Linked DNA regions of Mus musculus: all the other regions are linked to region 4. Evidence: chromatin contacts called from public HiCAR-type, HiChIP or PLAC-seq and promoter capture Hi-C data. All regions are on one chromosome and are shown on one strand. Each heading gives the region's core, a stretch centred on a gene start, on an enhancer-like site or on the middle of the called end of the contact. The rest is flanking DNA. Distances are from core to core; before and after follow the strand shown.

Region 1 (3,410 bases), core at 59-2,558, 2.2 Mb after region 4:
AAAGTTTTTTGGAGCTGGGCAGTGGTGGTACACGCCTTTAATCCCAGCACTTGGGAGGCAGAGGCAGGGGGATTTCTGAGTTTGCGGCCAGCCTGGTCTACAGAGTGAGTCCCAGGACAATCAGGGCTACACAGAGAAAAACCCTATCTTGAAACAACAACAAAAAAAGCTTTTCGGAGACAAGGTCTACCTGAATTACTCAGGCATCTCAGACTTACAATTCTTCAGCCAGTAGCTGTGATTACAGGCCTGTTTTCACCTCTCTAGCATCATCTCACATCTAATATATGTGAAAAGAAACCACGAGGGCTGGTGAGATGGCTCAGCAGGTAAGAGCACCCAACTGGGGCTGGTGAGATGGCTCAGCAGGTAAGAGCACCCGACTGCTCTTCCGAAGGTCCAGAGTTCAAATCCCAGCAACCACATGGTGGCTCACAACCATCTGTAACAAGATCTGACGCCCTCTTCTGGAGTGTCTGAAGACAGCTACAGTGTACTTACATATAATAAACAAATAAATAAATAAATAAATAAATAAATAAATAAATAAATAAATAAATCTTAAAAAAAAAAGAGCACCCAACTGCTCTTCCGAAGGTCCTGAGTTCAAATCCTAGCAACCACATGATGGCTCACAATCATCCGTAAGGAGATCTGACTCCCTCTTCTGGAGTGTCTGAAGACAACAACACTGTACTTACATATAATAAATAAATAAATCTTAAAAAAAAAAAAAAAAAGAAACCACGAAACTGCCACTCTGGGGAACCAGCCCAGGCTGTTGGAGTAGACTTGGACTATCGTTGCCGCTTTTCTCTCTCTAATTTTCGGCACCCTAAATCCAGTCTATTCTTTTCCCTAGTACATTCTTCACTGTCTTCAGGCAGCCAGCGCCCTTGTGTGGCAGTCTGCATGAGTCTCATAGCTCTTCTCCTCTCCTCTGCCCTCTCCAGTGCATTCCACACAGGAGCCCGGTGAGCTGTTTAAGAACACAGATTCTTCGCTCCATTAACATTCATCCCTCAAAGGCCCCCTCGGCTTTCAGAGTCTTTGGAAGTCTAGCCCAAGAGCAAAGTAGGCACTGGAGGAAGAGAAGGAAGCAAACACGGGCTGGCCGCCGTCGTGGTCCATGCTAACACCACGCTCTTAACCCCAGTAGCAAAAGCCTGCTGTTGGAGGATGAACAGTTATAACCCAGTCTAGGCTACACAGCAAGAAAGACCCGCTCAAAAAATAGCGGGGAGGGGTTAAGCAAAGAAAGAAATCTGTGACGCTAAGAGGGCGTGGCCAGGCTCTAACCCCTCCCCTTTCTAGGCTTCAACTCTTTCCGGCCTTGGAACCTTTTTTCTCCGCCAGCAGTGAGGGAAGCTTTTCCGTTGGACTTTCCGGCGGTGTCGGCCCTATTTCCCGTGCTGCACTGCGGGCCTTTCTCTTTCTCTTCCGGTCTCCGGCGCTGCGGGAGCCGCGGGTTACCGTGAGTGTTGGCCTTACGGCATCCGATGACATCCGTGACTACAGGGCGGCGGCGGGTCGCGAGGCAGGCGACACGGGTGGCAGGAAGGACAGGGCGGGCAGCTGCTTGGCTATGGGGCATCGAGATTGCCGGGCGGGGGTGGTTCCCGGTCGTCCTCAAGGAACGGATGGCGGGGAAAGCCGCCCCGGGGCCGGCAAGCTCAGTCTCAGGACCGACCTCCTTGCTCGCGTTTGAGAGGTGGGGTCGCGTTTTGTGAGTGTTGCCAGGCTGGCGGGTGTCGTAAATCGGAAGCGTCTGCTGCAGCCTCTGGTTTCTTCATGTTACCCCAGCTCAGGGCGGCAGAGGTGTGCCGGTCTGGGGAAGCCCAGAACTGATCTCGTGGCTTTCTTGCAGGTGCAGACATGGCCAAGTCCAAGAACCACACCACACACAACCAGTGTAAGTTCCTTGGGCTCCGGCTGGCGACTGTACCCCAGCGAGGATTGGGTTAGGGTTGCTAGATCAGAGCTGGAGGGAGGGCAGGTCACCCTTCAGGTGAGCCTTGAAGATGATTGTGTGTTTAGCTACTTTGGAGATTACAAATTTGGGAGCCAGGAATCCGCTTAAAAAGCCCATAGTGCTTTCCACCCATCCTTAGTGTATTCTCAAAAGACTGCCAACCATGATGTTAGGTGGTCTTATTGGAAGATACCTCATTTTTTTTTGACCTGTAAATATTTGTTACCCTACAGCCCGCAAATGGCACAGAAATGGCATCAAGAAACCCCGGTCGCAAAGATACGAATCTCTTAAGGGGGTGAGTGATGACAGTGGGTCATAAACTATCCCTTGGCTCCAGGTCTACAGGGTAGGGCCTCTTGTAAGTCATGTCTCCTCCACCACCAGCGTGTGTGTTTCGAGCTAGGATTTCTCTGTGTAGTCCTGGTTGTTCTAGAACTCACTATGTAGACCAGGCTGGCTTCGAACTCTGAGCTCTAGGGATTGTGTTGCCTAGCTTCTCCTTGTCTCCCATGTCAGACTCAACAGAAAAGCCTTCCTTGACCTTCCCAGCCCCTGGTGTAATCTCCTGAGAACAGAACTGCTTCTCTTGCTCCGTGGAGCCTTGAGGGAGGGAGGGAGTCGTTCTGTATATTGGGTACCTCATGGTCTGCGTCTAAACGCAACTCTAGTTCTGTACATTTGATTGCACCCAGATAATAGACTGGGGATAACTGAGGCTGTACTAGGTCTGTTTGCTGCCTGCAACCACGCTCTCTGATGTGAATCTGATGGACTAGGCTTGGTATCTGACACTCAGCTGAGGTGGGGGGGTGCCCCTAGACAAGTCTCAGGAAACAGCTAGGTTTCCAGAAGTTCACACCCACACCCTCCAACCTTTTTGTGGTTAAGGTTAACTTACTGTTGTTTTTACAGTAACATATTTGTGACCAGGGACTTAAGGAAGTGAACCGGGCCTGTTATATGCTACCTCATACACCTTTTCTGTTCCCAGGTTGACCCCAAGTTCCTGAGGAACATGCGCTTTGCCAAGAAGCACAACAAGAAAGGCCTGAAGAAGATGCAGGCCAACAATGCAAAGGCAGTGAGTGCGCGCGCAGAGGCCATCAAGGCCCTGGTGAAGCCTCAGGCCATCAAGCCCAAGATGCCAAAAGGCCCCAAACTCAAGCGGCTGGCTTTCATCGCTCACCCCAAGCTTGGGAAGCGGATTCGAAGCTACATGGCCAAGGGTCAGAGGCTCTGCCAACCGAAGCCTAAGGTCCAAACCAAGGCAGGGGCCAAAGCTCCAGCTAAGGCCCAGGCTTCAGCTCCAGCTCAGGCTCCCAAAGGTGCTCAGGCCCCCAAAGGTGCCCAGGCCCCTGTGAAGGCCCCATAGAAAAGGCTCCTGCCAGTGTGAAGACAGACGGACTGCTGTGACACACCTCCCCACACACTATTT
Region 2 (3,157 bases), core at 495-2,994, 2.5 Mb after region 4:
CATGCAGAGCTCTGGTGTGTGGCTATAAGAATCAGAGCTGGAGTTTACACACTGCCTCTAGAACAGAATCACTCAACACAATTAATATTTGTAGTGAAGATAAAATCCTGTGAGAGCAAGGATGCTGAGATGATAACGACAAAGATTTAGCAGATTCAATGTAATCACTTCATGGCAGTAAGAGATAATGAAACTTCATGAATTTAGGGGTCTAAAGAGCTTTGAGCAGCAGAAATTATAAAGATTTTTTTTCACATCCTCCTCTATAGTTACATATATTAAAATATACCAAAAAAAAAAAAGTTAGTGAAGCCTTTTACATTAGTTTGGGCTTAGAAGAATTGTACTGAAAGCTCCAAGAATTACAACATACTATGGGGTCTAGGTTTGTGGATCATTACAAACAATAGCCACAGTGCTAAAAACAAAATATGAGTCACAATTCAAAAAAGAGGGCAAAGGGGGAAAAAATGAACAGAGAAAAGCTTTAAAGTCAAATACCATTAAGAAATTTGTTACTTAAATGACTGCCGGCGACAGCCACCACACTGACTTTGGAGTAAGAAGGAAAGGTCCACACTGTCCTCTCCTCTAGAACAAATTCATTAAGCCCCCCCAAATACCCATTCCAGCTTCAAAGTCCAGGCATCAACAGTCAGCCACATCCGCCAGCAAGAGCAGTAATCTAACAGATCTGAGTCACACACTCCCCCGCAGTAAGAGGTCATTCTCTAGCAGGAAGCCCACTCTGCAAAGTGCTCTTGTTCTACTCCCAGACAGCCACCATGACCCACATAAAGCCAATTCTTCGACCCCAGAAGCTGCCGGCCATCTTCTCCCTCCCTCCCCAGCTCGCATCGGCCTTTTCCTAACCCAATGCAGCTAACACTACTCCTGTGACAAGTTTCCTACCTGAGAACCACTCTTAACTCGGATACATCTTAGCCGTGAAGGATCCATCTAGCTCCTAGCTCAACTCTTTTGTGCCCAACTAAGCTCGTGCCTTTCCAGGAACTACTCACCAATTACCTCAGAGAAGCTAAACTCTCCATGCCTCTTCTCCCCAAACCCGACTCAGCCTAACAAATTCTCAGACGGCCCGAGGGAGTTCAGAGACCCACACCTATGTCCACTAGGGACCAAGCCACAGGGGTCCCTAAAATTCGAACCACAATCCCTCTCCCTCAAACCACGGCACGGTTTGCCGGTGTTATAATATAACATCAGGAGCGCATAGCCACTGTAGTTCAGTCTCGGTAATTACGACTGCCTTCCTTGACAACGAAATCCCAAAATATCAAGCCACTGAAGTCCCGGGTGGATGCCAAGACCCCCTCCAAGCCTACAGTCACTGGAGTTTCCCAGGTCGGACGCAGCTCCCCCCAAGGCCCAAGCCGCCAGGAGTAGCTTGCTACCCCAGGCTGCTGCACGCCGGGGACTCTGGCCGCGTCCCCATTGTTGCGGGTCCCAGCGGCCCCGGCAGGGAGTAAGGGGACCGCAGGGGCTCTCACCTCCCGTGCCACGGATCCGGGCCGCACCGGACCGGGCTGGGCCGTAGGACCTCGCGTTCTGCCGCACCCTCTTGGACAGTGTCTGCGGCGGCGGGAGCCGGAGAAGCGGCTGAGGCGGGAAGCAGCCAGCCAGGCCCGGGCGCCGCAGGCTGGCTCTGGCCGAGGGTCGGTCTTCTCCGGCGGCGGCGCTCTCAGCCTCCGCTCGCGGTCCGCGCCAGAAAGCTTCCCCCTCCCGGCCCTCTCACCCGGCCACCCGGGCGGGAACACAAGCCACCCGCAGCAAAGTTCCGCTGTGAGTCCTGTTGTTCTTTCCCAGGGAAAGACACTAAACGGCGATTCTTGGGTGAGTAAGGTGTATTTACTACAGAGGACCTTTTCATGAATAAGTGAGACTAAAAAAATAAAATAAGAAATAAAACAAAATCGAAAACAAAAACAATCCCATGCTAGAACCTGCCTGGAACTGGTAGAGCCAACTGAATGGATTTTACTAACTACCAAAAACACACACTTATCAGTACAAATGAGCCTGAGCTCCTACACTTCTCAATTTGGTATTACGTCAAAACATACCGGGAACGAGATAGTGCGGATATGAGGTGTAAATTCGTTGAGGGTGCTGTCAAAAGTCAATGCTACTACAGCTGTAGCTTCCAACAAAAGTTGTTCTTCCTTGAATTGATGCATGCCATTGTAATTCTCGGTCTTCCTCCCTTCCTCCCTACCTGTCCGTGGTTCCTGTTGACTGCAGCTGTCTCCAGAAAACTAGCAGAGGCGACGGCCGAGTTGGGAGGGGGGAGTACTGCGGAGGGGGGATCGCACTCAAACGTAGGTTTCTCCCTGAAGTTGGAGATTGTTATGCTCCACTTTCTTATGAGCTGTATTGTTGTCTCTTTCCACTACATTACCTTGGCTCTCCACCCGCAACCCCCACCACCGCCAAAGTGAATATGAGCGAAAGATGAAAATATTGGGTATGTGGGTCTGGTTTTTTTTTTTTTTAAGTTTTTTTTGTTTGTTAGGTTCATTATTGGTTTTTGTTGTTGTTGTTTTGGTTTTTCGAGACAGGGTTTCTCAGAAATCCACCTGCCTCTACCTCTCAAGTTCTTGAATTAAAGGCATGTGGCACCAGTCCAGTTATTAGAACCATCTCTCAAATTACAAAAGTTTAAATATGTACAGATAATAGCCCTATAAATGACCAGAGGGACAAAAATGAGACCAGAGACTCTAAAGGAGCCTTACTTATTATCTCTCTTCACATAAGTGAGCTTATATGAAGAACTTATTTCTCTTTCATAACTGAGCTTGGAGTAACAGGAGCCAACAATGGCTCCCCGCCCTCCCCCACCGCCGTCCCGTTCCCCCCTCCCTCCCCGTGATAGAAGTTTCTTCTATTCTTTCCTCTCAGGAAGCCACTGTTCTGAAACATATAGATGGCTATTGATGGCTCTTCATTCAAATAAACTTAAAAGAGCTGGGCAGTGGTGGCGCACGCCTTTAATCCCAGCACTTGGGAGGCAGAGGCAGGTGGATTTCTGAGTTTGAGGCCAGCCTGGTCTACAGAGTGAGTTCCAGGACAGCCAGGGCTACATAGAGAAACCCTGTCTCAAAAAACCAACTCCCCCCCCCCAAAAGAGCTGGTC
Region 3 (3,261 bases), core at 372-2,871, 2.6 Mb after region 4:
TGCTCTTCCAGAGGTCCTGAGTTCAATTCCCAGCAACCACATAGTGGCTCACAACCATCTGTAATGGGATCTGATGCTCTCTCCTGGTGTGTCTGAAGAGAGTGACAGGCTACTCACATAAAATAAATAAATCTTAAAAAAAAAACCATTTGATTCAAGTCTGCTATAGAGTCTAAATAAATAATGGTCATTATAGCTCAAGAGACAAGATTTCAGATGCACAGGAGAAAGCTGTGTTGTAGCAAGAGCGTGATTACAAGTTATATGCCTGTAGCACTGCTATTCACCCTCTAGAATTTGTATTTCAAGCAGCTGTTACTCCAAGCACATAATTGAGTGAGGAAGGAACGAAGTGCTCAGGTGGGTGGGGGTAGGGTGGTAGTGGATTTAAGCCCTAAGATACTGGCTGCTGCTTTTCTCTTTCTTTCTTTCTTTCTTTCTTTCTTTCTTTCTTTCTTTCTTTCTTTCTTTCTTGCTTGCTTGCTTGCTTGCTTGCTTGCTTGCTTGCTTGCTTGCTTGCTTGCTTGCTTGCTTTTCTTTCTTTTCTTTCTTTGTCTCTTCTTCTTCCCCTTCCTCTTCCTGCTTTTTTTTTTTTTTTTTCCAGAGGGAAATCTCTGTAGCCCTGGCTGTCCTGGAACTCACTCTGTAGACCAGGCTGGTCTTGAACTCAGAGATCCGCCTGCCTCTGTTTCCCAAGTGCTGGGATTAAAGGCATGCGCCACTGCCACTACCACTCTTCTGATACAGGCTTAGTAACAGCCGTAGAATCTGATCATGACAAGAGGTCCACAGTGTCTTATAATTTCCACAAGAACGTATTGGCTGTAATCGCTCTATGGAAACGCACAGAACTCGCTCAGAATGCCAAGAACAATAGTGAGTTGCATGAATCCTGACGTCTGGGTAGGTTTTGTCAAGATTCTGCTCAATTGTGGAGTTATCGTAATCTTCCATGTTATCACACAGAATCGCTGGGTCAAAACCAGATCCTTCCGATGCAGCTTCCCTTTGGTTTGTGAAGTTAGGCAAGTCATTTACTGTGGGTTTCATTTTCCTTAACTCTAAAATTGATAAATTGAATTAGATGGCCTCCGTGATTAGTTGTTTTCACCAAAGGGCTTTCATTTTTCTGCCTCACATATAATACATGGTAACTGATGTTTTTTGATTCCTGTCGAATATGTTTTTAACAGAAAGACAAAGGAAAACCGACGAATTTCTAACGAGTACAGTTGTTTCTGAATACATTTGTGTGAAATGCATTCTTTGACCCTGGCATCCTTCCGAGCCTGATGTGGCAGTGTCCTACTGAGCCCTTAGATGACACAGGGTAGAATTAAGTAAATTCGGGCAGCCCGGGCTTTTAGAAAGATCTATTCCTTCCTTTACTTTTCACTTCCGCCTTAAAGAAAACTACGAATCCCAGAAGTCAATGCGCTGAGGTGGTGCTTAATGGTAGGTCTAGCGCCATCATCCCTCCCCCGCCCTTAAACGCGGAAACTTCATTTCCCAGGAGCGCTTTGATGTCCCTCGGCTCCTCCCCCTTCCCCGCTCCGGAGCCTCGCGCCAACGTTACACACCCGCGCGCGCTGAGTGCGCGCGCGACCAGTACGTAGCCTGCGAGTGACGCATAATATGTGGGCCGCTCAGGAGCCGTGGTCGCGCTGTGTGTGTGTATATGTGTGTGTGTGAGTGAGTGAGGGAGAGTGAGTGCGGGACCAGAGGCAGTGTGTGAGAACCGTGGCCGCTGGAGGGGTCGGGGGGAGAAGCGGCGGAGCCGCTCGCGAAGGTGAGCGGGGTTAGGAAGGGGCCGGCTCTCTGGCAGGGGCACGAGGAGAGCGAGCGCGCGGCCCGCTGGGCGGGAGAGTGGGCGCCGCGCTGGGGGGAGGGGCGGCACCTGCTTCGGCTGCGGGCGGCGAGGGGCTGGGCGAGCCCACCGAGGCGGCTGGGCCCGGGGCCTGACGAGGCTCTCCTTCCGAGCCCGGGCCCGGGCCCGGGGGCGGGGCCTCCGGCTCCTTCCTCCCGTCCTGTAAAGAAGCCTCTTTAGAGTAACTCTTCCGCCGGGGTGTGGAGGGCAGGGGATGCTCGCCTCTACCTAAAGGAGGTGCTCTTTGAATCTCTCTCTTCCACTCCAAGTCTCTGTCCCTCACGGGACGAGGGGCATCTTCTTTCCCATGCCGCCCGGCGGACCCCTTCAGGAACGGTGTCCCCGCCTCCAGCCTCAGTCACCTGGGCGGGCTTTTCCCTCGGTCGGCTCCGTGCCACCTCCCACTTGCACCCTCCCGGCTCTCCGACCGGGGAGGGGGCGGAGCTCGGCGGGAACCCCTCCCACTTGTACAATGCAGTAGCGAGGGGACGGGGAGAGAGGTATGTGGGTGTCCAGACGCCCAGAGTCTGACCTAAGGTTGCCTGCCAGGTTTCCCCAGCGCTTATTCCGAGGGCTTTTAGTTGTTTGTTGGGCTTTCAAGGGCATTTGCCATACTTTGTCTTCTGTTCCTAGAAAGTGTCGGTCCGTTTCCTCTTACTGCTGTGGTTTTAACATTTGATGAGGAAATACTCTTGCGGTGTGTCTAGTAGTAGTTTTTGAGGAACAAATGACTCGTTTTTTGTTTATCTTACGTTGCTCTTTTTTTTTTTTTTTTCCCGGAGCTCATTGTAGTCTAGGCTGGCTTCGAACTAAGATATCCTTTTATCTCTGCCTCTAGTATTGTAATTAAAGGCGTCTGTTACCACTGCCGGGTTTGCTGTTTTTTTTTTTTTTTTTTTTTTAACTTTCAGGCAAAGACTTTTAAGTAGCATGCACGTTTTAACTTATTGTAGCACTATCTTCCTATTGCAAGCTTTTGAAGGCTTTTTTTCTCCTTGGATTTACTGGCATTTACCTTCAAGGCTTTTATAAGCATATGTACATTTCAGTCTGATCTCAAGATTTGTGTTTTTGTTTTTTGAGACAGGGTTTCTCTGTGTAGCCTTGGTTGCCTTGAAACTCAGTTTAGACTAGCCTGGCCTCGAACTCAGATCTGCCTGCTTCTGCTTCCCCGAGCACTGGGATTAAAAGTGTAAACCAGCCGGATGGTGGTGGTGCATGCCTTTAATCCCAGCACTTGGGAGGCAGAGGCAGGCGGATTTCTGAGTTCAAAGCCAGCCTGGTCTACAGAGTGAGTTCCAGGACAGCCAGGGCTACACAGAGAAACCTTGTCTTGAAAAACCAAAAAAAAAAAAAGTGTAAACCAGCACTGCCCCACCTTAAGATTTGTGTTT
Region 4 (3,418 bases), core at 420-2,919:
ATTTCAACTCTACCTTAGTATCTATTGGGAACTAGGTTCCACTATTAACCTTTCTTCTAAGTTTAAGAAAAACAGGTTATTACCATCTGCCTGGGTAACCAAATAATTCATGCTCTCCACCAGTGTGCAACTTTATTACTGTGCACATTCACGTTTTAGAACTTGGTTTGTTTGCAGTCACGCTTGCTAGTATGATTTACACTACTACTACTGCATTAGAAAAGAATATCCATAGTTTCTCGGGGGAATACGAATGCTGGTATTGGCCCAGGACTCAAGCTAGCTTTAAGGTCTTTACATCCCTGTTTCTTAACTCTGGCTCCTCTTTTTCTCCTTTAATTTGTTTGTACTTCCTGTTTCCAAACAAATGTGAACTCAGTGTTTTCTCAACTAGGACTGGCGGTCCCGTCCCTGAACGTAATGTGGTATTAACAGCCAGAGCCACCATTTGCGATATTGCAACTTAAACATTGGTTTATACTATATATGAAAATTAAAGGGGCTTTTATGCTGTAAGCTAAATTAAGTTAAACAATGAGGCACTAGAAACAACAACAACAAAAAAAAAAACTAAACTATAGAATAAACGGGAAAAGCAGATCGTGGAAGTAAAAAATCACTACTTTGGGAGTTCATCTCTGTGTTAGGGGGCGATTTTTATTTACATCATCCTTCCACCAAGTGATTAGGGAAACGGTTTCAAGGTAAGAGTGGCTAATTTAGCATCTTACAATAGGGGTTTTTTGGGGGGCGGGGGCACGCAGGTGTACTCTCAACACCCACTTCATTGGGCGTCCAAAGTGCTGCTTCACCTACACCAAAAGCCGCGTTCAGAGGTGAAATCACAGCCCAGCACGGGCAACAGTGAACAGGCCAGGCTACTTTACAAGAAGGAAAAGCCTTGGGGGGAAAACTTGGTGTTTGATAAAGGACTTGAGGAAGAGAACAGCAGCTGCCCCTCCTTTCCCATCAAATCGAAACAAAACTGAGACGAGGAAAAAAGAAAGAAAAAAAAAAAAAAATCGAGTCTACGCGGGACCCCAGAGGAAGGAAGCAGGACCGCTAACCTAAGAAAACCGGAGGCGCCGGCATCCAGGAGGGAATCCCGAGGGCGGAGCCCACAGGGGAAGGAGGTGTGGAGTTGAGTCGGGGAGAGTTGCCGAGAGAAGTGGGGGACAGGGATAGTGATGGGAGAAAAGACGGCCAGGCAGAGAGAGGGGTGGGGCTGCCGGGCAGTGCCCCGGGCAAATGTCACTCAGAGCCGGGGGAGGGGAGGGTCCGAGCGCAGGGATCCCTGGACGGAGGATCGCGGCTTCAGCAGGTTCGAGCCACACACAGCAGCTTAACGCCGCCCGCTCTGGGGTCCCTGCCCGGAGCCCCCGGGTCCCCGAAGGTGGGAAGCGGCATCGCAGAAACCCAGAGCCGGAGGCGGCTTTACCTTCGCAGGAGGCTGGAGGCGCTCCAGCCCGAGCTCCGCCCGCCGCCGGCTCCACGTCTTGAGTAGGATGGAGGCGCCGCCGGCCCCGTCCCCTCTCGCTTTCCTTTTCCCCGCCGGGGCCTGTCGCCGCGGGTTCCTGCGCCGCGGCCCCCACCCCTCCGCTCCTCCCTCTGCCTCTCAGAGGCTCGCCCTGGACGCCGCCATCTTCCACCAGGCTTGCGAGCGCTGAACCCTAACGCGCGTGCGTGGCCGCCGCCCCGGCCGTCACGAGACCCTGTCAGCTGACCTCGGCGCTTCCGCCTCGCGCCCCGCCCTCGGGAGCACTGTGCTCCCTCCCTCGGTGGCCCATTCGCCGTCTTCCGGGAAGCGCCGCGTGCGCGCCGCCCGCCGTTCCGCCTCTCGGGAAGTACGCGTGCGCTTAGCGAAAGAGAGCCTTGGCCCAAGCAGAAGGCGAGGCGCCACGCCCCCTGGAGCGGTCCGAGAGGCCACGCCCCCTGAATCCCTGGAGACACGCCTCTCAGCCAGACGCTGGCATTGGCTACTGTAACTCTGCAAAGGAGCAGCTCTGTTACCTAGCCCTAGTCTTCAGTGTCCTGGCGCATCCACGAAGCCGTCGAAAGCCTCAGTGCGCATCTCTGGTTTAGCTGCATCGTGGGCATAACTTTTACTCGCTACTGACACACCCTGAACGCGGATTTAAGTTTTGAGTGTTCAGGGAGATAATGGAGACCGAAGCCTCAGAGGTCAAAGGCCTTTGCGGGTGAAGTGTTGGGACAGTTAACACTGCTGCCTTCCTGGACCTCTGATCCCAGAGCCAGGATTTAATTGGCCAACTACTTAAGGTCAATTAACTTGCAGCCGTCTGAGATAGGGATTATCCTCTATTTTCAGATAATAAATTGATGTGTAGTTCCACAGTAGTAGACTTAGTATTTGAGCTCAAGTAAGTTGACTCAAGAACTGCTCTCTGGATAGGAACTCACTGAAACTATATGAAGAGGGGAACTCAGGAGAGTGACAGTATCAGAATGAAACAAAGTTACAGATGACAATTGTGTCAGAGCTCTGAGCAACAGACGGTGTCTCATCTAAGATGTGAGAGGGGCAGACTACCCTCTAAAACGTGATTCTGTGGGGGGAAAAAAACTTGTATGGACACACAGTTCTAGGTTTAAATGCTCTGGTGAGCCTAATATTATTATTGTGTAGCAACCCTGGAACTGGAATTTCTCAGGGACCCCGTCTGTGGTTGAATCGTTTCATAGATGGAGGTTTTGGGATGAAAAACATGTAAAATGGTTTCTACAGACTTGACTTTTTGGCCGACTGACCCATTTGTGTTACTGGAGACGACTAGATTTTTCCTTAGGAAGGCTTTCCCACACTGTCCCAGTGAAATAAAAGTGCCTGTGAGCAGCCAGAAATGGCTTGCTTGGAAAGATGAGACCTGAAGTAGAGTGGAAAGGGGAAAAAACAACAATGAAAAACAAAACAAGATGCCCTTGGCCTATCCCAGGGTAATAAAAGCATGTGCTTACGTGGCTTTGTATATGTTACAGACCCTTAGAGTATTGCCAGAACTAGGTGTGGGCGGTCCTATTTCTATTTGGTAAAAAAGGCTGACCCAGAGTTCCTAAGTGACTAAATCAAGGTGAGGTTCATCCAAAAGGTTGAGCCGAGATTTGGCCCCAGACTGTAACACCCAGGTCATCAAACTACTAAACCCTTGACACTGCCTCTCTATTTAATATTTGGAACCAAATAAATGGATTCTCAGAGGTGAAAGGAGCTTAGGTAACATGAACTGCCTCCGTCCCCTGTAGTGGAAAATTCCCTGCCTCTGAACGCATCCTGAAGTGGAGAAACTGTATTCTTCCCATAAGCCTTCTCTTGCAGAAATCATTTCCAGGTTTGAATGGTTGGTTTTGCTCTTCTCTCCTCCTCCTCCTCCTCCTCCTCCTCCTCCTCCTCCTCCTCCTC
Region 5 (3,366 bases), core at 375-2,874, 2.1 Mb after region 4:
TTTTAAAAAATTTAAAAGAAGCCGAGAGGTGATGGTGCACACCTTTAATCCTAACACTTGGGAGGCAGAGGCACCCAGGCCAGCCTAGGCTACAGAGAGAATTCCAGGACAGCCAAGAGTACACAGGAAACCCGGTCACCACTGCTTAGCGCTTAGCAAAACTGAAACCAAGAAGGGAGACTGGTACTCAGGATATACCACACATCACCAATTGGCAGGACAGATTGGGACTTAACACTTGGCCTCTGGAAGCTGTCTACCAGCTGTGTCCAGGACAGTACTCACAAAAGGGTCAGCTCTTTATATCTACAACCCCTCCTGACAAGACCCTCCCTGGCTGCCCTACTGTGGCCTTTCTCTAAGCGAATGTAGAAGAGGGCTCCTGCGGCTGAGAAAAAAAGGGAGGGGGGAGAACATTTAATTGGGAGATGGAGATTGAAACTGTAGCCCGATCGGACACCCCTGACACCGCAATCCCGGGTTAGGGTCAAGTTGGCTCAGAGATGACTAGCCCGGGACGGAGTGAGGGACTAAGCCTCAAGTTGGGATCCCCAGCCTGTTAAGAGAATGCACTCGGGGCTTGGGAGGAACAGCTCCCTCCAAGGAAAGACCGCCTTGGTCTGGTCAAAACCTTGCGGTCGGTCCTGCCGCTTTGTTTGAGCCCTACCTGCAGAGCCACGTACCTCCTGAGCCCCACCCGCCTGAGAGCCCGAACAGCACGCTGGACGAGGCCCCGCCCACTTCCAGCTGGGTGGACCCGCCGCGGGACCCGCCTCCTTTCCCCGCAGCCTCTTTCGGCGGCGATTGACTATCTGCCGAGCGCGTGCCCGCCTACCGCGAAACTTGATTGGTGCCTGGAGAGAGAGGTAGGCGAAGGGAAGCTGATTATGGAGCGCTCCCTCCCTCCTACCCGCCCCAATAGGAAAGTCACGTGGCGCTTCACTCCGGGCCAGTCACCACCGCACTTGTAAAAGCTTTCTTAAAGAGCTCGCGTTCCCTTACCCAGGGTTGGTCCTTTCAGAATTCCTCCACTTCTGCCTGCGATTTGCGAGAGCGGTCCTTGAACACCCCCCCCCCAACCCAAGTCACCTATTCCCTCAGCAGACCCTCCAACTCAGGTCTGGAACCTATGGCCATCAAGGGTTGGGATGATGCGGTCATCTGAAACTAAGACCGCCTAACACAGAGCACGACACGTAGTAGGAATTCAGTTTCCATTTGTTGAATGAACGCTATCAGAGAATGAATGAGGATAACAGACAAGAGGAGGGAAGACTGGCTCTGGGTGACCGCCCCCTGCCCCCAATCCTGAAGAAATTCTGCTTCTGTAAATGTTAGGTGGGGTCCCAGTGCAGCCTTTCTGCAAGGCACAGATGTAGGCGCTCAGCCAGAGATCTGCGAGGCCGCCTTGGCTCGCCCCTGGGCAGGTGGTAGCCAGGTCCCGGCTAGGCGGGCCCGTAGGAGCCGGCCGAGGGCGCTCCCGCGCCGCTTGCGGGGGAGGGGCTGCGGAGGCGCGGTGCCTTTAAGCCCAGGCGCCGGCCTCACGGCCCCGCCTCCCGGAGGACGCCCGGGCGCGCGGCCGCCGGAGCCGCGGTTTAATTGGGGCTGTCAGGCCGCGGCACGCGCGGAGGGCCGGCCGGGCGGGACTGAGGCCGGAGGCTGGGAGGCCGGGGCGGCGGGCGCGCGGCTCGGCGGGAGGCGGGCGCCCGGAGACGCGGCTGGGGCCAGCGCGGCCGGGGCGCCGTCCCAGGGCTGGGTTGCCCGGCCCCGGCCCCGGCCCCGGGATCCCCATGAAAAACCAGCTCCGCGGGCCCCCAGTGCGGGCGCACATGTCGACTTCGGGGGCGGCGGCGGCGGCGGCGGCTGGGGGCACTCGGGCGGGGTCGGAGCCCGGTGCGGGATCTGGGTCCGGCGCAGGCATCGGAGCGGGAGCGACGACGGGAGCGGGGGCCATGCCCTGCAAGAGCGCCGAGTGGCTGCAGGAGGAGCTGGAGGCGCGCGGTGGCGCGTCCCTGCTGCTGCTAGATTGCCGGCCGCACGAGCTCTTCGAATCGTCGCACATTGAGACGGCCATCAACCTGGCCATCCCGGGTCTCATGCTGCGCCGCCTGCGCAAAGGCAACCTGCCCATCCGCTCCATCATTCCCAACCATGCCGACAAGGAGCGCTTCGCCACGCGCTGCAAGGCGGCCACCGTGCTGCTCTACGACGAGGCCACGGCGGAGTGGCAGCCCGAGCCCGGCGCCCCCGCCTCCGTTCTCGGCCTGCTCCTGCAGAAGCTGCGAGACGACGGCTGCCAGGCCTACTACCTCCAAGGTGAGGACAGAACCTAGACCCCAGGCGGTATTGGGGCTGCGCCTCTGCTCCCTGGCGCCCTCGCTGCAGGCTGTTTCCTTTCCACTCGCTTGGCCAGGCCGGGCGCCACGTCGCCCCTGGTCCGAATCCGCCCTTCTGGGAGCCATCCCCTAAGGTGTGGATTTAGCCAGGCACAGGGAACCCGATCTGTGTTCTCTTTCTCAGCACCGTTCAGTGGCTGAAACAAACTTTCCCTTTCCTATTTAATTTTTTTCTCTGTGGATGGGTAGACAACAGCGCACAGGCTCCAGTTGAGCTCGGAGGAAGGGAGAGATCGGTACTGGAACCCAGAAAAGAGCAGGGCCCACAGGAATTTATGTCATTAGGAAGATAGGATCGGGAAGGTACCTTTTTCAGTATCACCCACCCTCCAGTGCATGGGCCCGTTTATGATGGTTTCTCTGGGATCCCACTATGGCCCCTATCAATCAGAATCACGGCTTGGAGGCACTTCTGCAGATGTGTGGGCAGTGGCCCAGGTGTGAGTGTGTGTGTGTGTTGGGGAATGGGGAATGGGCCTCAGTTCGCTGCCCCTGAGTTTATGGAAGGGGGAGACAGGCAGCTTGCCTGCGGGCCAGGGGGTGAGGGGAGCTATTGGCTGCAGCCGGTGTTTCCAATTAACATTCCAAAATGGCCTCTTGCTGGCAGCAGACAGGCTGGGAGGGGAGGGGAGTCCTGCGGCACCCTCGGGTGCCGCAGGGCCATGTCTAGCTTCATGGTGTTCCTTGTCTCTCCTGTCCTTGTCTAGCCCCCGTGGCCCCTCTCTTTGAGTCACATGCAGTGTGTCGGGTGCTTGTCCAGGGAAGGTGAATCGCTAGTACCCGGTTCCCCTCTTGCTGGGGAAAGGGACTTCACACCACCCTCCCCAAGTGTGGTTGCTTGGACTCTGCCTCTGACAGGCCCATAGGTGTTCTGGCTCCTCTCTCTTTGGAATAGGGGTTTGCTGACCTACAGGTGCTGGCCTGCGATGGGTTTGTTGGCCTTTCTTTGCCCATTGGCCACTACTGAGCA
Region 6 (3,498 bases), core at 733-3,232, 2.4 Mb after region 4:
TGGCACATAGCTTTAATCCTAGCACTCTGGAGGCAGAGGCAGGCGGATTTCGGGTTGGAGACCAGCCTAGTCTACAGAATGAGTGCCAGGACATCCAGGGCTACATAGAGAAACCATCTCGAAAAACAAAAACAAAAAGTAAAAGGTTTTAGAGCTGAAAAGACAATGCTTTATTTAGCCCTACAGAAAACTTAGCTCTATTGATATATGAAGGTTCTGAGTGGAAGATATGCTAAAGTCTGTTTTTGGAGTCAATGAGCACACAGAACTGGCCTTACAAAGAAGCCAACTCTGGTGTCAGGACACTCCCACCGGTCTCCTCATGCACCCTGTAGGTCTGCCTGTAAGCTTCATTATCTTCTCTGTTTGCTCTCTCTGCCCTACTCATCCCACCTCCGGTTGGTTTCATTCTTCTCTTCTCTGATAATGATCATACCAAATCTTCCACTCATTCTTGATATAGGCTAGGCACTGTCTGAACCCTGAAACTCAGCTATTTCACTAATCCTCAAGGAGAATCTAAGAAGGTAGGTACACATCAGGAAATAAGTGGTTGGAGGTCAAGATGCTTGCCCAAGGTCACATAGGTATTACACTGAGCCACCTGGACCAAAACACAGGCCATGGGAACCCAACAGTCTAACCGCCGTTCACTGACAGTTTTTCCCTCCTCTGGTTTCCAAAAAGGCACTTCATCTTTTGGCCCTCGCTTATCTCAAGGCTAGAAGCTCTCAATATCTAGGCCATAGCCTGTCTTGGGAGTGACAAGCACTGCCACACACTTCTGTTTAAGGGAACTTAGCTCCCAACCTGTCTCTTCCTTCCACTTCGCAAACTGTTCAGAAAAAGGGGGCTATGTTTCTGCCCATCCCCAGAGCTTTGGTCAGCCAAGGAAGAAGTAAGGCAAATTTCCCCACACCCAATAGAGAAAGGCGAGGACAGGGGATGGGAAGGCTCACCGAAAAAGTCAGGCTCACTTTTAGCAACTCATAGCATCCAGTCCAGCAGGGCTCCAGTACTCCGGCGCTAGGGGGGCAGAAAGGAACAGTCATCCCAGCCCTAGACACAGGCAGTGAGCAAAGCAGGCCCTGAGTAACCCTGTTCCAGGGAAAGCCCACAGAACGGGGACCCGTCTACAAACGCGCCAACCCCACCCTCAGATCGCGCGGGGGGGGGGGGGGAGTCAGGCCAAGTCCAGCTTCACAACGTCATGCCTATGATCTTCACTGGGCCCGACTACCACACTTGGCGCCAACGCAACCCCTGCTGCTGACCTTGGGCAGCGTGTGCCCTCTCTTGGGCCTCAGTTTCCACTAATGTCAGAGGTGCAGGGTAGAGATGACTTCCTTGGCCCGCAAGCGTCGGAGTAGGGACTAGGCGCAGGCTTCCGGAGGCCGCTCACGTGCGCTCTGCGGAGGGCCGGGCCCTTAAAGGGACCTGCGCCGGCGAACTTGGGTGCTAGCAGCCGGGGGGCCTTGGGGTCGCCGCTTCGTGCTGTCGGCTTCCTGCCGCCCCGGCTCGCTTCACGGCCTCCTGCACCTCTGCAACTTCAGACACGCTAAAGTTTGGAGCGGCGACGCGACGCGCGGCCACAGGCAGCGCTGCTGAAAGGTGAGGGCCCCGCCCGTTCCCCTCTAGTCCCACGGACCCCGGACGTTCCCGCACCCAGCACCGAGGCAGGATCCGCGCCGAGAGGTCAGGACCGCCTCCCCGTCGCTTTCAGGCCCGGGAAGCAGGCTGGGCCAGCAGTGAGTCAGACGCGGGGCAGAGGGCGGCTCAGGCCGCGGGGAGCAGGCGGGAGGGGATGAGGGGGAGCCCCGGCAGACACCCCGTCGGGAACGCCTCGCCTCTGGCCCCGCCCTCACCTCAGCGGCGGCCCCACGGACGCGGACGGGCGCCGGAGGAAGATAGGGGCTCAGTCGTGGAGCCTGTGTGCGCTTGCCCCTCGCGCTCGCTCCGCCCCTTTCGCGGCGGGACGTGACCGTGGCTGTGGGCGCGTGCGCTCCAGATTTGGAGGGCGGAGGCCTGCCCCGCCCCGTCTCCTTGGTAACATGCACGCCTCCCCCGCCGCCTCCCCCCCCCCCAGCTGGGTTGGGCCCACAACACACATTCCTGCTTCCAATGAAGGGGAACTCCTGAAGGTGATCAAGCAACAACCAACCAATACCCCAAGGTATCCTGGCCGACAGGGAGGGAAGGGAAGGCGCAGGGGTGAAGGCGGGCTCCAAGCACCGGGAAAGTCAGCCTGTTTGCCTGCTCCAGAAGCCCAGGAAGCCAAAGCGGGACTGAATAGTGTTTGTGCATTTTAGAGAGGATCCGCACAGCAATGTCGGCCTCTTACTAACTGAACCAGTCTTACTCTCGCCACCTTCCCTCAGAACCTTCTCAAGTCTGGCCGCTTGCTCAGGTCTTAACAGCTGAGGAAGCTATGGATAAACAAAAGATGCTCTGAACAATCTCTGGAGAATGCAAATTTAAGTGTCTTCACTCAGCCACCCATCAGGGATTCTCTGAGCATAGGGACGACCATCCCTCCATCCAACCTTTATTATGGAAACACTGAGTGAACCAAATGAAAGCCTTGGCCTCCGGAAGTTCACTCCAGGGAACACCTCTTTTCAAAGCTTCTACTTCACAGCCCTGGCTGTGGTTGCTGGGAGTTTCTACTAAGTTAATATAACTTAGGTAACTCCCAAGTCAAGGGTAAGCTCCTTCAATACAGGTTCAATCTTGAGCTAGGATCTGATGACCTATGAATCTCAAAGCACTGTACTGAGGGCACCTCCTGAGACGCCCAGATCTATGCTGGAAGTGAGGAAGGCCACTATGCTTGTAAACTTGGCTGTTTATAAATCTTGATGCCAGACAGGCTGGGCCAAGGACTATATTAGTACTTCTGACAAGATTGCTTTATGGAAAGTTGATCACCCAAAGAGCATATAAGATGACTTTGGAAAAAGCCAGCAGCCATGGGGTAACATGTGATCTTGAATGTCATCCACAAGACAAATGTCCCAATGCTGTAGACAGGCTGGTAAGAAAAAGCAGCTAGCTACTCAAAAGTCTTCAAAGTAGAGAGGGCAGGAAAGTCATTATAGCTATTTTACCGTGAACATCAAACATGGTAATGATTGGCTGCTTCGGGCAGGTGGGCTGTACACTAGATAGGGTTCTTGAGACACGAAGGGCACATGGCCCAGGTTCAGAGCACATGTTAATTCTGTCTCTCTGAAACTCATTAGCCTGTGTCAGGAAATGACTGTCAGGAGACACTCTTTCTTCATCCTGCTGTCTTGGCTCACTTCCCTTAGCCTGGGTGGGAACTCTAGAACTCAGTATCAGAGTTGCAGGTATGCCTGAGGAATGTCAGCACTCTATTGTAGGAGAGCCTGCAACTGGGAATCAGCCCACCAGACTTCATCTCCCAGTGCTTCCAACAATGCCGGCTATCAAGTGACCACCAGGGGGCAACAGACTCCTTGGCAAGGCCCTTTGTAC
Region 7 (3,381 bases), core at 33-2,532, 2.2 Mb after region 4:
CTGGCCTCCTACTCCTTGGTTTACATATCCCCATCTCCAAACCTGCACTTTGTACCTCAGAGATGCAGAAGCTTAGAGCCCGTCAGTTCTGCCCACCCTGGAGTTAGGAAGCAGTTGGCTCGAGGTGTTCCCCGAGGCAGCAGAAAAAGTGAAAGCCGGCTCACCCCACCCACGCTGGGGCCCTTCCCCTTCTAGAACATTTCCTCCTCCTGTCAGTCATCTGGCTAGGTTGCTGGGCTGAATCATCTGAGCTACAGGGGAAGGACCCTATAAGTTGCCCTTCTGCAGCTGGATCTACCTCTCTAGAGCTTAGGACCAAGTGGTGTAGCCTTTTGCTAACAGTCCTGAGTTCTGGGGTGCCAGCCAAAGTTTCAGGCTTTCAAGTGCCAGAGAGAGCAAGAGCCACTTTAACCTCACCCTTCCCTGCCCTGCAGAGGACTCTAGGGCAGGGCCAAAGGACACTCACCCAAATGAAACAGGACCCTGGAAGAGGTGGCTGTTATCCAGCCCGGTATCAGGAATGCTGAATGTGCCTCCTAAGAAACAAGTTCCAAGTCTGGGATCCCATCTAGCGACCCTTCGTGAGCCTTCAGCTAGTTTTTGGTAGGGATTTCCCAGCAATCACGTGAGGAGGGGAAAGAGCTTGGGGGTGGTGTAGAATTCCAGCTTTTGGCCGCTAGTGGGGTGAGTCAGAGGCTGGGTAGGCTGAGGTTGGTGGCCAGTCCCAGAGATGAAATGACAGTAATGTAGACGTATCCAAAGCCGCTCGGACTGACTGGCCCCTCATGCAGCTTTGACTAGGCACATACAGCATATATCCATTATTTGCCCGGTGATTTTGGCTCTGGGTTCGGATGCTGTCTCCTCTCCAGAGCTGCCTGAATTCCATTCCTTAAGTTTTAGAGTCTGGTTGTATTAGCTTCAATCGCTGTTCCAGCGGAAAAATCACAGAACCCCGCACCTCTGGCTCCACCTTGTGGCCATAAGACGCAAGCACCGCATGCCCTCCTGGCCCCACCCCTCCCTGCTAGTCAGGCGTTAGCAGAGCGCAAGCGCCACAGGCCCAGGCCGGAAATCGCAAGAGAGACTTGCTTCCTACTCCAGGCTGGCGCCGGAGCCTATAGGAGCTCTTGAAGGCGTGTCCAGCTGCGTCGGTCCAATAGACGTTTGGGGGCGTGGCAGGATCTTCTCAAGGGCCCAATGGAGCTGCGGAAGGTGGGGCCCGCTGCGCCGTGGGAACCTATCAGGGCTCCGGGTCTTGCCATGCGGCTGGGGTTTAGCAGCCATGTGAGTTCTTCGGGGTAGCGGCACCTTGAACAGTATGTCGACCGCCGTGGCAACTCGTAAGCGGGCAAAGCCAGCTCCCGGGCCCGGGGCGGCTCCGGTGGCCGGCAAGCGGCGGCGAAAGGTGAGCATGGTGTACTCTTGGGCGCGACCGATCTAGCTCCTGGGAGAGCCATCGTTCCATCCCAGGGCCCCCATCGGGGCAAGTATCTTTGCCAAGGGCTCCGTCAGAAGGAAGCCTACATCTCTTTTCTTCTATCCACCAAATCCTGGGAAACCTTCTACTTGGCCAGGGCCAGGTGCTACTTGCCTCTCTCAGTCCTGGGCCTCGTGACCAAGAGAGGATCGTTTGATTTCCAGGTAGACTCTGCTGCGGACAGGGGCAAGTCCAAGGGTGGCGGCAAAATGAATGAAGAGATTTCCAGCGATTCTGAGAGCGAGAGGTGAGTTTTTACCGGGAGGAAGGATAAACGGAGGCTCGTGGTGACTAGAAGACTCAGTGCGACTGGCAACAGAGCTGGGTGTTTGGCTCGAGATCCTGGGTCTACCCTCCAGTTTCCGGCAGTGAGATATCGTCGTTTATCTCTGATGTGTCTATGGGGAAGACGCTGGGCTCCTGTGGGAGGGAGAGCTTGGGACCTTTTTTCGCTTTATGACATGGAGGCAGGCACAGGTCTGGATTGATTGAGAGGCAAGGAGAGAACGGTACAGAACACATCCTCCTGTTCTTAATTCCATCTTCACACAGTACCACAACGACTGGTGTCCTTGGGCACCTTTTTGAGATGAGGTCTCTGTTGTTTTGCCCAAGGTGGCCTTGATCTCCTGGGTTCGAATGATCCTAGGCTTCAGCTTTGTACTGTCACATATGTAGCCTTCCTAACATTAGGGTCTTGTTTCACTGTTGCGAACACGGGTGAGCAGGCAAGTGGAGAGAGGCCGTGTCAGTGTCTGCAGGTGTGTATCTTGGAGACATGTGTTGTGAGAACAGAAGAAGCCTTTTAAAAAGTTGAGCCTGGAGAGACGAGGAGTGTCCTGGAGCGGTAGGGAAGAGGTTCAGGGACCAGAGACAAATCTGGGGTATTAGTGTGCCAGGGTGGAAGGAAGAAAGGATAAACCGGCAGGTGATAGGTACAGGCCAGGGTAGCCGTGAACTTAAGAGATCTGCCTGCTTCTGCCTCCCGAGTGCCAGGATTACAGACCTGGCTATCAGTTCTGCTTCTAAAAGTGAATATGTGGTGCCTTAATTTGCTCAGCTTTTTTTTTTTTTTTTTGGCAAGGTTTTTCCACGTAGCCATGGCTGTCCTGGAACAACCTGTATAGATCAGGCTGGCCTTAACCTCAAAGACATTGCCTGCTTCTGCCTCCAGGACCTGTGCTAAACACTTTGGGTATTTATTTATTTATTTATTTATTTATTTATGTGTGTGTGTGTACATGCTGATGCCCATGGGAGACCGAGGACATTGGAGCCCCTGGAACTGTCACATCAGGGGGTTGCGAGCGAGCCACCTGAGGGGTGCTGGGACTGAACCCAGGGTCGCTGTAAGAACAGCAGGAGTTCTTAGCCGATGAGCCATTTTTTTCCAGCCCATTCTTTACCACCTCTTAAGTCTTTTAACTTGTGTCACGAAATAAATGTGATAACTACAGAAGCACCACTCAGTTTTCTTCTGCTGATCTAACTTGGGTGAAAGTAAAAATAAATGCGTACACACCTTAAATTCAGGGTTGAAACAGCTTTTCTTTCAAAAGGGATTTTTTTTTTAAACAAAAAGTGGTGCTGGGCGTGGTGGCGCACACCTTTAATTCCTCAGTACCTAGGAGGCAGAGGCAGACAGATCTGTGAGTTTGAGGCCAGCCTGGGCTACGTGGCGAAAATATGTCTTGGGAAACAAAACAAAACAAAACAAAAAAGCAGAATTGCTAAATGCCGTTTATAAGGTCTCAGCATCAAGTGTCTTTACCTGCTGAGCCGCCACACCTCTAACTCTAGTCTGCTTTTCTGTGTGTGGGCCCTGAAGTAAGAGACTGATTGGTTTGGATGCACTCAGAAAGGACATAACTCTGGGCCAAGGTCTGGCCTTGACTTTCCTG

The links. Promoter capture Hi-C pulls out the DNA fragments that hold promoters and counts their contacts. HiCAR-type assays count read pairs that join an accessible place to other places. HiChIP or PLAC-seq counts read pairs in DNA pulled down with a chosen protein or histone mark.
Region 1: a promoter capture Hi-C map of cranial neural crest shows a contact between it and region 4. The contact joins the promoter of Rpl29 here to the promoter of Dnajc13 in region 4. A contact is called at or near these places in 3 of 39 promoter capture datasets (cranial neural crest, hippocampal neurons and pre-B cells).
Region 2: a promoter capture Hi-C map of hippocampal neurons shows a contact between it and region 4, with 2.6 times the contacts expected there. The contact joins the promoter of Rad54l2 here to the promoter of Dnajc13 in region 4. A contact is called at or near these places in 1 of 39 promoter capture datasets (hippocampal neurons) and 1 of 115 datasets of contacts at active chromatin or transcription factors (stem cell-derived neural progenitor cells).
Region 3: a contact with region 4 is called in an H3K4me3 HiChIP or PLAC-seq map of embryonic stem cells, with 5 read pairs. The contact joins the promoter of Dcaf1 here to the promoter of Dnajc13 in region 4. A contact is called at or near these places in 1 of 39 promoter capture datasets (liver) and 1 of 115 datasets of contacts at active chromatin or transcription factors (embryonic stem cells).
Region 5: a contact with region 4 is called in a HiCAR-type map of astrocytes, with 5 times the contacts expected there. The contact joins the promoter of Dusp7 here to the promoter of Dnajc13 in region 4. A contact is called at or near these places in 1 of 39 promoter capture datasets (pre-B cells) and 1 of 115 datasets of contacts at active chromatin or transcription factors (astrocytes).
Region 6: a promoter capture Hi-C map of liver shows a contact between it and region 4, with 2.4 times the contacts expected there. The contact joins the promoter of Tex264 here to the promoter of Dnajc13 in region 4. A contact is called at or near these places in 4 of 39 promoter capture datasets (hippocampal neurons, liver and stem cell-derived epiblast-like cells).
Region 7: a HiCAR-type map of astrocytes shows a contact between it and region 4, with 6 times the contacts expected there. The contact joins the promoter of Rrp9 here to the promoter of Dnajc13 in region 4. A contact is called at or near these places in 2 of 115 datasets of contacts at active chromatin or transcription factors (astrocytes and embryonic stem cells) and 2 of 9 other capture datasets (adipose tissue and liver).

What each region holds. Positions count from the first base shown.
Region 1 is chr9:106,428,103-106,431,512 of GRCm38.p6, forward strand. Rpl29 (ribosomal protein L29) reads left to right here and starts at 1,309. Exons shown (of 3, transcript NM_001324534.1): 1 at 1,309-1,912; 2 at 2,206-2,270; 3 at 2,967-3,410. The coding sequence starts at 1,876. The coding sequence ends at 3,347.
Region 2 is chr9:106,787,469-106,790,625 of GRCm38.p6, forward strand. It overlaps Rad54l2 (RAD54 like 2 (S. cerevisiae)), which reads right to left and starts at 1,745. Exons shown (of 22, transcript NM_030730.2): 1 at 1,512-1,745.
Region 3 is chr9:106,820,303-106,823,563 of GRCm38.p6, forward strand. It overlaps Dcaf1 (DDB1 and CUL4 associated factor 1), which reads left to right and starts at 1,622. Exons shown (of 24, transcript NM_001373930.1): 1 at 1,622-1,789.
Region 4 is chr9:104,261,261-104,264,678 of GRCm38.p6, forward strand. It overlaps Dnajc13 (DnaJ heat shock protein family (Hsp40) member C13), which reads right to left and starts at 1,670. Exons shown (of 56, transcript NM_001163026.1): 1 at 1,439-1,670.
Region 5 is chr9:106,367,008-106,370,373 of GRCm38.p6, forward strand. Dusp7 (dual specificity phosphatase 7) reads left to right here and starts at 1,625. Exons shown (of 3, transcript NM_153459.4): 1 at 1,625-2,316. The coding sequence starts at 1,791.
Region 6 is chr9:106,683,970-106,687,467 of GRCm38.p6, forward strand. Tex264 (testis expressed gene 264) reads right to left here and starts at 1,983. Exons shown (of 6, transcript NM_001081654.2): 1 at 1,866-1,983; 2 at 960-1,026.
Region 7 is chr9:106,476,027-106,479,407 of GRCm38.p6, forward strand. It overlaps Rrp9 (RRP9, small subunit (SSU) processome component, homolog (yeast)), which reads left to right and starts at 1,283. Exons shown (of 15, transcript NM_145620.4): 1 at 1,283-1,408; 2 at 1,645-1,727. The coding sequence starts at 1,322. Parp3 (poly (ADP-ribose) polymerase family, member 3) reads right to left here and starts at 923. Exons shown (of 11, transcript NM_145619.3): 1 at 467-923.